2 separate regions of the Macaca mulatta genome follow, and region 1 is linked to region 2. A link is a contact called in public Hi-C data. All regions are on one chromosome and are shown on one strand. The core of a region is the stretch at or near the end of the contact, and the rest is flanking DNA. Distances in the headings are between cores, read along the strand shown.

The links. Hi-C and Micro-C count contacts between places; a contact is called where the count stands out from the background.
Region 1: a Hi-C map of liver shows a contact between it and region 2, with 4 times the contacts expected there. The contact joins the promoter of PCCB here to the promoter of MSL2 in region 2. A contact is called at or near these places in 4 of 14 Hi-C or Micro-C datasets (CD4 T cells, blood, fetal cortex germinal zone and 1 more).

The regions. Positions count from the first base shown.
Region 1 is chr2:39,253,306-39,256,005 of T2T-MMU8v2.0, forward strand. It overlaps PCCB (propionyl-CoA carboxylase subunit beta), which reads left to right and starts at 1,437. Exons shown (of 15, transcript NM_001265851.1): 1 at 1,437-1,642. The coding sequence starts at 1,460.
Region 2 is chr2:39,200,428-39,203,127 of T2T-MMU8v2.0, forward strand. MSL2 (MSL complex subunit 2) reads right to left here and starts at 1,383. Exons shown (of 2, transcript NM_001266958.1): 1 at 981-1,383. The coding sequence starts at 1,122.

The DNA.
Region 1 (2,700 bases), core at 187-2,686, 53 kb after region 2:
AAACTTTAGTAAGCAGATCAGAATTTAGTAGCAAGTAGATCAGAATCACCTAAAGGTCATCTGCTAAAACAGATGGCTGGCCCCAGCCCCAGAGTTTCTGATTTAAAGGTCTGGGGTAAACTCTGAGAATTCGAGCTTGCAGTTCCAACTCACTCCCAGGTGATACTGAAGTTGCTGGATTGAGAAGATTCCCTCCTTGTCCAAACATTGGTCAGGCTCTTCTGAGCTGTCTCTTTGACTAGGCTTGAGCTTGGGGCTTCCATGTCTTTCCTTGTGGAATTCCATTTTAGAAAGAATCTTGCCAAGTCAGTTTAGCCAGAATCCTCCATTCCTGATATCTGATTACTCTCCATATCTGGTTTTGATCCATACCGCCACCATCCCCCAGGTGATGTTAGGTTACCCTGACCTGCCTTTGGCAGGAATCCTGTTAGGTCGATTTAGCCAGATTCCCCGCCGATGTTTCCTCTTAGTAATTTTCCATTCCCTGACTTCCACACACTGCCCCTTAGCTATAAATTCCCACTTTGCTATATTCAGCCCAATCGCTCTGACTTACTGCAAAACTCTGTCCCTACCTCTGTCAGATTGGGCCTGAATAAAGTTTGCCCTACCATTCTTAAACATGAGTAATTGTCATGAATAATTTTTTCTTTAGTGGGATTCATACTTTGAGAACTACTGATTAGAGGTTAAGGGTCCTGTGCTCATTATTTGGCACATATAATGATAGGTCTCTGAGTTTAAATCCTAGCCAACCACATCGTTAGTCTTGGCTTTTTTGTCAGTCTTGGCTTTTTTTTTTTTTTTTGAGACAGGGTTTTGCCCAGGCTGGAGTGCAGTGATGCAATCACGGCTCACTGCAGCCTCGACCTCCTGGGCTCAAGCAGTCCTCCAGCCTTAGTCTCCCAAGTAGCTGGGGTCACAGGTGCAAGTTGCCATGCCCAGCTAATTTTTAATTTTTTTGTAGAGGTGGGGTCTCACTATATTGCTCAGGCTGGTCTTGGGCTCCTGGGCTCACCTACATCGGCCTCAATCTTGCCTCTTGATCAAATCACTCATCTCTTCATTTACCTCATCTGTGAAATCCAGATAATAAGCCAGTGCATGGGAAGTGCAAAAAGCAACACCTGGCACAATGCTTAATAAATGTTGGTTAAATCCTATAATCTTATTTTCTGTAGGAAGTGGGACGACAAAGTTAGGGGTCTAGGAGGTCAGAGAAGAGTAAGGACTATGTCCCTTTCTTGTGCAGCCAGGCGGGCCCTGTACTTTCTGTCTGCGCGACCCTCCTCGGGCAGCATCGGGTCTCGAACTCTCACGCCTTACTCCCAAGCAGGTTCTGTAGTCCAGCCCCCGGTTTCCCTACAGTCAGCCGATGCTGCGCAAGCGCCTTAACCACGCTTTACGCACATGCGTACTCAGGTGCGCCGATAGGGGACGCGCCGGCGCAGCAAAAATGGCAGCGGCATTACGGGTGGCGGCGGCTGGGGCAAGGCTCAGCGTTCTGGCGAGCGGTCTCCGCGCCGCGATTCGCGGCCTTTGCAGCCAGGCCACCTCTGTTAACGAACGCATCGAGAACAAGCGCCGGACCGCGCTGCTGGGAGGAGGCCAACGCCGTATTGACGCGCAGCACAAGCGAGTGAGTCCTGAGGGGCCTTAGTGAGTCCCGCCCCTGGCGTCCACGACCTATCACAGCGTGCCCGGCTTGTGGCGTCCGAGGCCTCCCTGCCAATCCGCACGGTGCTTGGAGGGGCGGGGGCGAGGGTGTTCACTTTGAAAACCTGTAGCGTTTCTCGTGGAGGCGGGTATAACGAGCAGAAGCACCTGTGTGCTTCTTCACAGTGTTTAACCCTTGGGATTTAGACAGATCTGGCTGGTCTCCAGCCAGCTCACCACTTAACATAAACTTTTGGGCAACGTATTAAATCTCTGTGCGTCATTTTAATAATTCTTCCTTCACAAGCGTATCGTTAGACCATAGATAGCAAAACGATAGGCACTCGGTAAAAACGATGTGCTTGTTCTTCTCGTGCCCCATGAAAGAGTGATGGTAGATTCTTTCTCCTTTGTGGAAGCAGGAAAACTGAACTTAGGCATACTCCACTAACATGAAGTGGGGGATGTGCGCGTGCAGGGAACTTGTGGAACGTCTGCCCGCAGAATGCCTGGTCAAGCTCTTTAGGGCCTTAGCATGCCTCGCCTTGATGGGTAGCAAAGGCATGTGTCGGAAGCAGGTGACTTTCTGGGAGTGCGCAGGCTACTCTCGATGTTTGGCTGGACTGACCAGCTGAGGTTCTGCCACCCACCGCCTGGGTTTTGAGGCGAGAATCGCAGCTGGCCTTCAGAGATAAGCTAGGTGGCCCATTTTGGAGAGGTGACCCCTGACTAGAAACCAGGCTTGCCCAGTGTGTCCATGACTCGTGGGTGTGTCTGGACTGTTGTGCTGAACGAATTAAAGAACCAACGGGAAGGTGCAGAAGTGAAACTCTTACAGGTGAAGAGTATTCAAGCACAACTCACAACCATGAGGGAGGCACTGGGGGAGGGATGGGGTCTTAAAGTGAGGGGATTTGAACAACTCTATATTTGTCTCGTATTGATTCAGGTGTCATAAATTCGCATTTGACAAGGACCCGTAGGTGACAGTTCCTTTTGACACGAGAGTAAAATGTAAATTTAGTGATGGTTTGTGGTACT
Region 2 (2,700 bases), core at 133-2,632:
CCCTTCAGCCACAACTGTCCCAAATTACTGTTCTTCCTTTATCTAATTTTAAAGAAAGCGGAAGCCTTAACGTGCCTGAATTTCCCAGGTTCTAACTAAACAAGTGGATCACCAAAACTTCAAAACTTCGGATAGACTATTAAGTAGAGCTTTACTTTACTGCTTTGCCAGTTGCCCTTTCCTTTGTATTAACGTCTCAGTCCAGGTTTTTCGAAAAGCAAGTAATTATTATACCTGCACAGTTAACACTCAAATTATCACTTTTGAGATATTTTCCTTAGACAATTTAGCATATGTCTTCTATCTTAAAAATAATTAAAAAGTATCCTACCTACCACGAGTTAATATTTTTTGAACAAACACATCTAAAATAACCCTCGACGAAGCCAAAGTATGTTAAACCACAAAATGAAAACGTGGTAAGTAAAAATCCCACCAGTTAAAAAGCACTTCGAGTACCACCAGCCTTCCCCGGCTTGCTGTTAACCGTCAAACCGTCAAAGCATTTGGGGATGAACCCGGGGGAAAGTTCCGCGCCGGGTTCTCCAGCTGTGGGTTCATCAGCTTAGCCCACCACTCCCACGTAACACCAGCTTGGGGAAATGCAAACACGCCACATGTGCATGTCTTCGTCATGTTTACCCACTTTTAACCGCTGTAGGTACGAAATCAGCTCCCGCGGCAAAGTATTGTGCATGCATGTTACCCCCACTTAAACCACTACCACCAGATGAACCGAGGCGAATTAAACCATTTTGAACGTTAACGCCACTGCACAAAGCGGTCTGAAAGGGTTCTCTGCCTTTCTGAAATGCCGGGCAAAAGTCCCTCGGCGAGTTTCAAAACTAATGACCGCACAGCGCGACACAAATAACAAAAGCTTAATACCAACCACCAGGCCGTCGACCCGCTCACGTTACCACTGCCCAGAAGGCTTTTTAAAAACAAGCATTGAAAGGGAACAATAAAAAGCATCTCACCGCAAACACAGCACGAAAGGGACTGTCGGAAGTAAGGCAAGAGCCTGTTAATCTCAGTAAACGCCTTGGGGTCTCCGGGGTCGTAGTTGAGCACTAGGCGGCTCGCGGAAATGTAGAGAGCAGTAGCATTCACGGGGTTCATTGCAGACACTTCGACACCAATGGCTCCCGGTTGAAAAGAAATTCCGGATCCAACTTTGTAAGCAGCCAGGGAACGATGGCGAATTTGCAACAATTCGGAAGAAATCAGAGCCGAACCATTGGCCAAACAAGTAACCAGAATCCGTGCAAGTTTGTGGAGCTGAAGCAATCCTCCCACACATGGGGCCTTGGCGCCCCTCCGTCCCTGAGACTTCCAAAAATATAAGAGAGAGAGAGAGAAACCAGCGTTCGAGTTCGTCCGGAGCGACCACAGAGCGCAGAACGCGGCGGCTTGGGCGCTCGGGGCGGGACTCGGCGCTCAGTCTAGCCCCGCGGCTCGGCGGGCGGCCTGCACTCGAGCTCCATCTCCGGACACGGAGGCGCCTCCTCAGGTCGAGCTGGCGGGCGCGGGAGCAGGCCCCGGCCCCGTCTGAGGCGCGACACGCTTCTCCCGGGCTGCAGAGCCTCTTACTCCATCCCAGTGCAGGGCGCGGAGGCGGCGGCGAAGGCAAGGACGACGGTCGGGCGGCGGCTTCCCGGATCTAGTGCAAGACACCGCGGCGGCGACGAAGGTTGCTGTTGCGGCTGGCGGACGCCGTCGCCGCACTCTCCATATCGGACGCGGGGCCCAGACTGCGCCCTGGCTCTCCGCCCCGTAGGCTGCAGCCCGCAGTTCCCCGAGGTGGCGAGGCGGGCGAGAGTCCTCAACCCGGAGGGGAGGGCCGGGGAGGAAGTGCGCGGGCCGCCGCCGGCGGGCGGGAGGGGGCGGGGAGCAGGCCCGACCGGGCCGCGGCGGCGCCCCTCGCTCCTCAGTCGCACACTCCGGGGTCACCACACGCAAGCGCCGCCCCCTCACTGCCCGGCCATCTTTTCGGCGCCGCACACACAGACGACTCCTCGACCGAGCACGACGGCCGCCGCCGCCCTCAGCGCCTTCCCGGCCGCGGGAGGCAAGCGCTCACACCGCCAGGCCCCGCCGCCGCCGCCCAGCGCACACAGCAAGGCCTCGCCGCCCTCACCCCGACTCCACGCGCCACCCCAGCTCGGTAGGGCCCGGGCTGCTGCGGCCTTAATGGATCCCGCGGGCTGTGCGGCGCCTCAGGCCTCTGCTGGCGGCGACGACGACCGTTACCCCAACGGGCAAAGCCACTGTCATCCCCGAGACTCCCCCGCCGCCGTCGTCGCTAGCGCTCGCACGCATGCGCAGAGCACACTCTCACCCCTCCCCCCTTTCCTCCCTTCGCTTCCCTTTTCCCTTGCTTCTCCTCTAACAACCCCCTCCACAGCCTCCCAGAGCTACCGGCTCACTCCACGCATGCGCAAGCCGCTACCTAGCTCCGCCGCCTTTCGCCCTTACGCGTGCGCTTTGACCGCCCACCCAGAAAACCGGATAAACACATCAGCCCGCTCGCGCCAGTCCCTCACCGCTGCCAACCCACCCTGGGCTCACTGCGCATGCCTGGCTCTCCACTTCGGCTCTCAGAACGGAGCATGCTCTCTGCGAGCCGACAGCTCTCGCCGCCCCTCCCCCACGTGCTCTCAAATTCCCTCTCCCAGGCATGTGGGCTGTGGTGAAACA